Regions from separate parts of the Sus scrofa genome. Here region 2 is linked to region 1. A link is a contact called in public Hi-C data. All regions are on one chromosome and are shown on one strand. Each heading gives the region's core, a stretch centred on a gene start, on an enhancer-like site or on the middle of the called end of the contact. The rest is flanking DNA. Distances are from core to core; before and after follow the strand shown. Region 1 holds the start of G3BP2 (ras GTPase-activating protein-binding protein 2). Region 2 holds the start of LOC100511764 (COPII coat assembly protein SEC16-like).

Region 1 (5,212 bases), core at 756-3,255:
AAAACAAATGAACACAAGCTGAAGAGGTGGGCTGTGACAATGATAACCTGGAGAGATCATAGCCTTTTCTTTCTTTTTTGGCCCCACCTTCAATTGGGCCAGGGACAGAACCTGTACCAACAGCAGGACCGGAGCAGCTGAATGACAGCACTGAGTCCTCAACCTGCTGAGCCACAAGAGAATTCCAGCACAGTCTTCTAACAGGGCCACTCAATTGCTTTGCTATAGCCATGTGGGGGTGGACTAGAGAAGCTGAATATCAGTTCGTGTGTGTGTATATGTGGAAGCCCCTGATTTTCACATGAGGGAAAACAGATTCACCAGCTTTCAGCTCCCACTTTAAACAGTTCTAATTCAGATTTCGTGAGGTTAACTTTAAGAGTATAAATTTCTAAAATTCCTAGATAAGTTTTAAAACATGGCACCAGCAAGGCAAACCCTGGTTGAATCTTGGCTCGGTTCTTAGCAGTGTGACCTGGGTCAAGTTACTACACCTCTCTAACCCTCATTTCTTCGGTTGTAAAGTGAGGATACTATCACCCATCTAGCAGGGAGGTTAGGGGCTTAAGGAGAATGTAAACTTGAAAGAGCACAATACCCAGCACAAGCTTGACAAATGAATGCTACTATTTTACCCCTGAGGATCCCATCAACACAGGACATGTTTGCAGACGACCAGGTCATGTCTATGAACACTACCCAAAGTTTACCTTAAAAATGTCATACTTTGTCACTTTTGGGGAGATCTAAAATTACCCTCAACGTAAAAGCGTCTTTAAAAAAATGTCATATACACGCTTTTCTAACAGACATTAACCAAACTTCCTAAACCTAAAATAGAACCAACTTAACAACTACTGTGTGCAGGAGCGCACAATTTGTTAAAAGAGACGCTGCAAATCATGTCATCACGAGTTCAGACTTCTGAATGGGGTGAGTGGAAAGGAAATGTGTTCCCAAAGCGGACTGAGCGCGAAAGATCCCTACAACGTCCGGGCTAGTGTTTCCTAAGCATTTGGGTGAGCCTGAAACAGGGTCCGGACTAATAACACCCGGCAGAACGACCGGTCTCTCCAGCTGAAGGGACAGGGGCAGGTGGCTTTGTGTCCCAAACTATCGTATTATTCTTAGCCACTTGCTCCGGTCAACAGCTGGGTTTTAAACCTTCTTGCAGTCCTCCCCAAAGCCCATATCAGACTGCGAAGAACAGAGCTGGACTTTAGGTTCCTCACTGCCAGTGGAGACACTGGCGCAACGGGAGGGGCAGGCCCGCGGCCCGAGGGCGCGGGAGACAGGTCAGGCCACCTCTGCCCTGGATCAATCACTTCCCGGGCGCTATCACCCTCGGACCACCACCAAGCGGCCTGCGGAGCTTCGGGCGCAGCTGCTGTCAGCAGGGCCGAGCCGCTGCGCTGGTGGCTGCGCTGGGGGCGTGAGGGAATATAACTCGGGGGTTTCGGCAGAGGAAGGGGAGGCACGCCGGCAAAGGGGGAGGCGGCGTGTGGACTCCCCGCCCACAGCGGGGCGCGGGAGGTGACCTCCCGGGCCCCAAGTCCTCCGTCCCGGTTCCTGCCCGGACCCTTCCCAAGTCCCGGACCCGTCGCTCCTCTCACCGTCTCGGCTTCTGTGTGCTGGGGTCCGGCACTCTGACCCCCCATAACCCCGCGGAGGAAATTCATCTTGCCGTTCAGCCACCGGCTCTGCCTACCCCTTCGGGAAAAAAAAGATAACTTCCTCTGGTCTCCGCTGGGCCTGGCCTCCGAGCCCGCACTCTGCACTCCGCGGCCGCCGCCACCACCGCCTCCTGCTCGGCGGCCGCTCCAGCCCCCTAAGCCCGGAAACAGCCGCCGCCACCAGTCGAGATGCGCATGCGCGGGGACGTGGCATTACGTGGCGGCTCGAAGGGCGAAGGCAAAGGGAGAAAGTAGGCGAGCGGAGGCCCGCAGCCCGGGGTCGTCAAGCCCCGCCCACTGCGCAGGGCCCGCCTCCCTCCGCAGGGACACGCCTCCTACTCCCGCCCTTCGCGGGTGCCTTCTGCTGGCCTCAACCACCCACGTGGTCGGAGCCCGGCCCTGCCGGCTGGAGAGGATCCGAATAGTGTACGCGTTTTGGCTTGCAGGGTTTTTAATTGTCACCGAGTGGGGTTTACTGTAGGCTGTCAAATCAGGAGTCGTATTTTGTTGAGTGGAAAGTGAAATTTACCTTCGGCCGACGTGACAGGTAAGGGGTCCCGACGCCTGGGAGGGTTCATTCTGGTTTTGCGGTGTAGCGGTACCAGCATTGTGGCCTTCTCATCCCCATAAATTGCATTTCTTTACAGGGCTTTGTTTGGTGGTAGAAAGGGTGCCAGAACCCCCTCATTCCACTACCACGGGAGGGCGCATTTTTCAGCTCTTGCTCTTAAACCCGCTAAAAGGAATTCCTGGATCTAAGCACCAGGTACACCGCTCTTTTCAAGTGGTGTGAAGCGAAAACCTATCTAAAGATAGGAAATACATTGATCTGCAGTGTCAGACTGGCAGCTAGTAGTATGATGTTTTATTAACTCTAAACCCTATATTTTCAGTGTTTTTTTTTTAACATAAAAATGTCATTTTTCAAATCGTCATGCCTTGTTTCTTTCGAAATGAGAGTGCCAGGTACACATGCTTATGGAGTGGTCTCGTAAATGTCTTGAACCTAAAAAGCGCAGGGTCCAGTTAGCTGATTGATTCATACACCCCTCCAACTGCAGGTCTCCCCAGCCTCCCTTAAAGAAAGAAAAAAAAATCAATATGCATCTTCTATGTGCCCGACCCCACTCCTTAGTACTGCTCTCCAAAGCATTGCCTAAGCTAGAAGGAGGAAGCTGAGAGGAATCTGAAACTCTGGGTTTCACCCACACATGTCCTGCAGTCAAGTCCTGTCACTCTATTTATAGAATATTTCTCAAATAGGTCCCTGCTCTCCATCCTCTCTGCCTCTGACATAGTTTATGTTCTCATCATTTTTCACCAAGATCATGGCAATAGCTTCCTAACTAGTTTGTCTGCATTCAGGGCATGGCTTCCTTCCAGTTCAGTCTCCAGTCTATGCCTGGGTGAGCCTACCAATGACAAAACATCTATGCATGTTGGTCCTCTTCTTAATATCTTCCAATTGTTGCCGATTCTCACCATGATAAAATCCAAACTCCTTAGGTTGGTATACAGGCCTGTTGTGTTCTGACTCTTGCCTATTTTTCTAGCTTATGCCTCCCCCGTGTACTTCTGATACCTGCCTGGATATATCCTTCCCTCCCTCCACTTCTTCAAGGAAACTCTTGCTAGTTCCTTAAGACCTAATTCTGGCATCTTCTGAAAGCTTTCCCTGAAATCCAGATACATAGGTATATGCTAGCACTTTGCAGGTGTTAATAAGTGGGAAGCTCTCAGTAAATGCTTGTTGAAGTGGACTATTAAGGGCACAGCTATTTTATTCATTTTTATGTCTCTGTGGCTTAGCAGTGTCCAATAAAGGTGGTATTGATGGATACATGAAGAAAATATTAAAGGATATATGAATATTATGCTGAGGAGGAGAGGTTCTTTTTGCAGCTGTAAGTACAGTGGGATTGTAGATAACCCATATCACAAAGGCTGCCGTGCAGTTTCCTTTCCTAGGGCCAGGGTTATAAGCCTGGGTGACTTGGAGAGTGGGGGAGATCATGCTGCCAAAAATACTGTACACAAAGCATTGTCCTCTGCTTCAAAACCAGACACTTGACATTTTGCTTCAGCCATTTTCCATGGGGCATTTTGTTGCAGCCTAAGAAAAGTAACCAATAAATGCTCAGCATTTTTATTACCAAGTAATATGTGCAAAGAACTTCACTCAGTCCCTCAGCCTCACTCCTCCCTGAGCCTCTCCTCACCTCCTCCCTGGACCTCACTCTACCCCATTATCAGGGATACAACTCTGAGATGGAGTGGGGCTTATGGGTGTCTCTTAACATGCATTATTTGGTAATAAAAAGCACCTTGACATTTTAGCAGAATTGTTTTAAGTCACCTGCCTTTTCAAAATGCCCTGCTTTGTTTTAAATTTTGAGTGTAGTAAGTCACTAACAGTGTACTGAGTCTTCCCGTCATTTGACCTGTTTTTCTTCTCTAGTCCCCCCCTGGTTAGGAAGGATGGACGGTTTGATACAGAGGAGATGAGTGTGGAGCCCCCAGACTTCCCCTTGACCTCATAGTCTTGCCTTTCTCCTGATGTCTGAGAAAAGATGGAGCTACTCGATGCTTCCAGGGTCAAGAAGAGGCAGAGAGGGTACAGTGGCTAATTTTTCTCCCAGTTGGGGGTCTGAAAGGGGAGCAGAGACGTCATTACAGAGCAGCCATGGAAGGGACTCCAAAGAGAAAGGAGATTATATGCAAATCCACTTCCAGTGATTTTTATAAAGAAAAGTCAGGGACCGTGTCTTATTCCTATTTGTACCCTTTAATCATCTAGCATAATTCCTTTAATATGGCAAATGCTCAAGAACCATTTCTTAAATAAAGGAAGAGAAAAAGTGAAAAAAAAAATGTGACTGCCTGACTTAATGCCATTATACTTCTCACTTGCATAAATCTATAAACATTCAGTATAAGAATGCCATGAGGAAGTTCCTTTGTGGTGCAGTGGGTTAAGGATCTGGTGTTGCTGCAGCCGTGGTGCAGGCTGAAACTGCAGCACAGGTTCGATCCCTGGCCTGGGAACTTCCACATGCCACAGGCACTGCCAAAAAAAGGAATGCCATTATATAGTTCAAAATCGCAGAGTTTCTGCTAAGGCACAGAGGGTTAATGATCTGGCCTGTCTCTGTGGCATTGCCAGTTCCATCCCCAGCCTGGCACAGTGGGTTAAAGAGCTAGCATTGCTACAGATGTGGCTTGGATATGATCCCTGGCCCAGGAACTTCCATATGCTGGGGGTGCAGCCAAAAAGGGGGAAAAAAGGAGAGAGAGAAAAGTTACAGAGTTCCCATTGTGGCTCAGTGGGTTAAGAACCTGGCTAGTGTCCATGAGGATATGGGTTTGATCTCTGGTCCCACTCAGTGGGTTAAGGATCTGGAGTTGCTGCAAACTGCAGTGTAGGTCGCCGATACAGTTCGGATCTGGCCTTGCTGTGGCTATGGAGTAGACCATCAGCTGCAGCTCTGATTCGACCCCTAGCCTGAGAATTTCCATATGCTGCAAGTGCGGCCCTAAAA
Region 2 (5,397 bases), core at 8-2,507, 120 kb before region 1:
CACTCATTGGTTTAAGGATCCAGCGGTGTGTGAGTTGCACAGACGCAGCTCAGATCTGGCGTTGCTATGGCTGTGGTACCCACAGCACAGGTGCAGCCTTTACAAGAAGGAAAAAAAAAACAAACCCAAAGCTAAACAACAACAGTCAGGACCTGCTACAGGAAAGCTACTCCTTTTTTTTTGTATCACCAAACAAGTTTTACAGTGATTCTGGGAGCGTTGTTACCCTTGGGTTCATTAAATGATTATGTTTGAGAATCAAATCCTTCAACATTCACACCTGTTAAAAACCTCTACAGGCTTAGCCACACACCTAAGCCAGTAAGTCCCATTTAACTGATTAACCTCCTCCTCTCCACCAACCATGGCTTGGAACCTCTTCCTCTCTAAGAGCCTTTTCCTGGCACCGCTTATCTTCAGATTCCCAGCACTCCATATATACGGTCACTCTCCTCACACAAGCTCTACACCATCACTTAAAAAACAAAAGCGTTTTGGAGTTCCCGTCCTGGATCAGCGGCTTAACGAGCCCGACAGGAGGACACAGGTTCAATCCCTCTCTCAGGGGATAAGGATCCAGCGCGTTGCCGTGAACAACCAGCTGTGGTGTAGATCAGCAGCTGCAGCTATGATTGGACCCCTTGCCTGGGAACGCCAAAGACAAATAAAAGCTTTAAAAAAAGACTTCTCCAAACTGTAAAAACCAGATAATAAAATTTTGGGTCCACAAATACCTGCAAAAATCATACATACATGACAATTGAAAAGGACACAATCAGAAACAGATTCATTTACACAGTTTAAGGCCCTTTTAGCGATGCCATGCTTTGGCTCAGGACAAACCTGCTGGATTGATGTGACAGGCTGAACGTCCAATACCTCCACGTCCCAACCTCAACACTTGTATTTCACTTCGCAGAAAAAAAAAGTGCCGGGTGTGGATAAGAATTGGGGTACTCTTCTTGAAATAACCACGAAAACCACCAGATAGACTCTCAAAGCAAAAAAAGAAATACAATACGGTAGATTTCAGCAAAACCACACATTCACATATGCTCAACCGGCCGATCACAGTGTCAACTACGCACCAATCTTTTTTTAAAACCAACACCAAATCAGGGGAAAGCGCGAACGCAGTCCCCCACTACCACAAATTATGCAGTCGAGTTTCCCACATTTGGGGAAATCGCAGGGGTCAGCACACCCGGAGTGCAATGGGTGAGCCTCGCCCTGGGAAAACCACCTTCGTGATCATGGTATCTCCCCTGCCAGGTAAGTATGAGTTGAGAAAGCTAGATGGCACCTTACCTTCAGAGGCATACCACTTTAAACATAAGATCACTTTTATCCTGCACACTCTAGGTGCACTTACTTGTTAAATAAAGAGTTTTCAAGCTACACTTACCATTCAGCAATATTTTGGTACTTGAATAATAACAAAAATTTTAGGAAATATATGTGTAGCGGGAGTATGACCAGCAGCCATTGCGCTTATCTACATATTCCACACCCCTTTTGTGATCTCACCGCGTCCTTTCTCCCTACCTTTGTTAGGGTGCAGTTCAAATAAAATTTAAAGGTAAAGACACTCTGCAGATTTAAAGATAAACAATATAAATTAGCTCCTTCTTTCAGGGGCCTGGCGCAAATGACGTCTCTGTGATATCTTGGCGCCGTTCAGCAAGCCGCTGTCTTTATAGCTAGAACGGCAAATCTGAAAAGAAGAAAATTGGCAAAACTATCCAATCCTTGTATTGATAAAAAATATGTTGACAGAGTGAAGCTTCAAGCGCAAGTACAAAACAAGTTCTCTTTCAAATATGCGGCGAATGTGCTTCCTAACCTGAAAGGTCAGTTGCACAAATGCTTTCTTTGAATTCGAGCAAACTAGGGGTAAAAGCTCCCTCAGCGCCCTCTCCTACACACGCTTCTGGAGGAATCTGCGGAGCCCCCTGTGAGTGCGGTGGTGGCCCTCTGCCGCGGGAAATCAGCTTCGAGATCGGTGTCTCCACCGTCAAGCAAGAATACATTGTATTTCGATGTATCCTTTAAACTGTCCGGTGCTCAACGCTTCCAGCTCAGGGGCACGTGTTTCCTTTATCCAGGGACCTTTGCAATCCAGAAAGAGATTGCTGAGAATCTATGTTGCAAAAAGCTCTGAGCCCTCCTAGACGCATACTAGTCTTCAGAGGGTGCACATCTTGTCTCAGGCAACGGTTGCAAATTCACATTTCCACGTCCCCATAGTAAATATTGTCAGTGTCCCCAATCCTCTCCTTCCTTCTTCACTGTGAATTAGAGTCGGAGTTTCCAAGGTTACCTGTTCAATGGTCTCTCCCAGATAACTAGAACCAGGATTCTTCTGGTATTCTCCCCTCAGACAAAATAAATTAGCCAGAGTTTTATATCTTTAAAACAGGAAGAAATAGTGCCTTTTTTTTTTAATCTTATTAAAGGTTAACAAGAATAACCAATGAGTTTCCTGGTGGCTCAGTGGGTTAAGGATCTGGCATTGTCACTGCTGTGACTTGGGTCGCTGCTGTGGTGAGGGTTCAGTACTTGGCCTGGTAATATTTGCATGCCACAAGCGTGCCCACCACACCAAAAAAAAATTAAAAAGAAAGAATAACTGAGAACACAGAGGTGTCTGAGGTGGAGAGAGGCACAAAAGTTGGGGAGGGACTCTAACGTGAGATGCAACTCTTTCTGAAATCAGACCTTCTGACAAGCCACCAATTTGATTTTTTTCCAGACTATCTTCCACAAAGAAAAAGATATTATGTAATAGAGATAAACATATTACACACATATACATGTACACAAACATGTATGAAGATATAATCTATAAGTGAACTATCTACATTTTGTTTTGTGAAATAAAAGCTAACCTGGAAATCTGGCTGGGAAGCACAAAGGGGATGTCTAGACACTAGACTACACTTACCATCAAACCTTAAATCCAAAACAGCCCTTTTCAGAAGGTTTGTGACTAGCAGTAGTGCTTTCTTAAATAGCAGAGCTCTTAAAGATCCCGTAGTCTTACAAGGCTAGATTCAATATGTCACAAGAACTTCATTGATACTGGCCTAGTAATCAAAATATTTATCTAAGACAGTCTGCCTTAGAGCAAGAAGGTAACTGTCCACTACCTTGTAACTCAGGCAGGTTAAGAGAAATATTAGGGAGAGTTCCCATCATGGCTCAGCGGTAATAAATCTGACTAGTATCCGTGAGGACGCAGATTGGATCCCCGGCCTTGCTCAGTGGGTTAAGAATCCGGCGTCGTGGTGAGCTGCAGTGTAGGTCGCAGGCTCAGCTTGGATCCTGAGTTGCTGTGGCTGTGTTGTAAGCTCTGATTCATCCCCTAGCCTGGGAGCTTCCATATGCCAAGGGTACAACCCTAAAAAGACAAAAAAAAAAAAAAAAAAAGGTATTAGGCCTATAATCCCAGAAGACTTGCAGACCTGAATATCCTTGGAGGAAGGCACATTTGATTAGAAAAATATAAGGAAATATGTGTGTGAGTTAAATACTAACATAAATTAGCACAGAGAAAGTGGAGATGTTTCTTAGTCATTTTACAAAGGTTGAAAATCAGTCTCCCACCAAGACCAAAGTAGACATCATGATTTCGCAGATTAATCTTGTTTTTTTTGCGTGTGTGTGTCTTTTTGCCATTTTCTTGGGCCGCTCCCGTGGCATATGGAGGTTCCCTGGCTAAGGGTTGAATCGGAACTGTAGCCACTGGCCTACACCAGAGCCAGCAACTTGGAGTCTGAGCCGAGTCTGCGACCTACACCACAGCTCACGACAACACCGGATCATTAACCCACTAAGCAAGGCCAGGGATCGAACCCACAACCTCATGGTTCCTTGTTGGATTTGTTAACCACTGAGCCACAACGGGAACTCCAGATTAATCTTGTTTATGAACAAAAATGTGACTCTTAACTAAATCTATAAAATCTTTATGAACTGAAGCTAGTAAGGTATTCAAAGAACATCAGCAATAACTAAATAGCGTTTGCACCAAGCATAGAGGACTGGAGCGCATAGCAAGTACGCTCTACACATGTGCAGGGTACACATTTGTGTGCAGGGTACACATTCGCTCTCTAGAAAGCCCTGCTGGAGGAAATTCCCTTGCAGGACTGCATGCAATGCACACTTTCTGGTACATTTCTATGTGCCCACCGAGCATAACACTGGAGTTTTGTGTTTCCCTGCAGTTTGTCTGAAGCAACACAGAAAAGAGAAGCAGGGTTGCTTACCTCCTGAAGTGAAAGATTTTTTTTTTTTTTTTTATCCTTTTTTGCCATTTCTTGGGCCGCTCCCGCAGCATATGGAGGTTCCCAGGTTAGGGGTCTAAGCGGAGCTGTCACCACCAGCCTACACCAGAGCCACAGCAATGCGGGATCCGAGCCGCGTCTTTGACCTACACCACAGCTCCCAGCAACGCCAGATCCTTAACCCACTGAGCAAGGCCAGGGATCAAACCCGCAACCTCATGGTTCCTAGTCGGATTCGTTAACCACTGCACCACGATGGGAATTCCTGAAGTGAAAGAATTTTTACGAATAGCACCATCCAGATTGTAAATCTCTGAATAACAGTAAATCAACTATACCTCAATTCAAAAATCCCCATTGTTTGGTGAGTGTGTGGGGGTGCTGGCTGTGGTTTGCTGTGGCTTGATATAGGAATTCCATTCCCAGACCAGGAATTGAACCTGGGCCGCAGTGGTGAAGGCGCTTAGTCCTAACTACTAGACCATCAGGGAACTCCTAAGAAATCATTTCTTAAGTTAAAAGAAGCGAAATGAGGAGTTTCTGTCATAGCTCAGTGGTTAACAAACCTGACTAGTATGCATGAGGACATGGGTTCGATCCCTGGCTCCACTCAGTGGGTTAAGGATCTGGGGTTGCCAGGAGCTGTGGTGTAGGTTGCAGCCGGGGCTTGGATCTGGTGTTGCTGTGGCTGTGGTGTAGGCCAGGAGCTGTAGCTCTGATTGGACCCCTAGCCTGGGAGCCTCCATATGCCAGGGGTATGGCCCTAAAAAGACAAAAAAAAAAAGATAAAAGAAATGAGAGGTCTAACACTTTGCAGTGGCTACAAAGTAATATTAACAGATACACACCATTCATATCAACAAATAATACATTTTATCAAACGTAATAAAAGTAGTTATTTGATAGCTCTTTGGCTTTTAAAATTCCGAATAAAGCTCCTAAAGAAAAAAAGTGAAGTTACTAGAAGTATAAAACTTGATGACCTAATAAATGAATTTTCAGAAAAGTGAGCCTAAAAAAATTCCTATCCATCAAGATAGCACATTAGCCAATTATTGTGTTACATAAAATTATGACACCAAAATGTTATTTTTTGCTATTTGTAAAT

The links. Hi-C and Micro-C count contacts between places; a contact is called where the count stands out from the background.
Region 2: a contact with region 1 is called in a Hi-C map of liver, with 2.9 times the contacts expected there. The contact joins the enhancer-like site here to the promoter of G3BP2 in region 1. A contact is called at or near these places in 2 of 5 promoter capture datasets (fetal liver and liver), 6 of 47 Hi-C or Micro-C datasets (epiblast stem cells, heart right ventricle, liver and 1 more) and 1 of 2 datasets of contacts at active chromatin or transcription factors (alveolar macrophages).

Annotation. Positions count from the first base shown.
Region 1 is chr8:71,360,267-71,365,478 of Sscrofa11.1, reverse strand. G3BP2 (ras GTPase-activating protein-binding protein 2) reads left to right here and starts at 2,005. Exons shown (of 13, transcript XM_005666759.3): 1 at 2,005-2,220. It overlaps USO1 (general vesicular transport factor p115), which reads right to left and starts at 1,852. Exons shown (of 27, transcript XM_005666762.3): 1 at 1,614-1,852. The coding sequence starts at 1,679.
Region 2 is chr8:71,481,436-71,486,832 of Sscrofa11.1, reverse strand. It overlaps LOC100511764 (COPII coat assembly protein SEC16-like), which reads left to right and starts at 5,027. Exons shown (of 4, transcript XM_021101455.1): 1 at 5,027-5,397. Within about 2 kb of position 1,257, at least 65 of the 83 cell types and tissues checked have an H3K27ac peak or open chromatin away from gene starts, as enhancers often do. A contact at or near this core is called in alveolar macrophages, fetal liver, liver and 1 more, where this site is marked.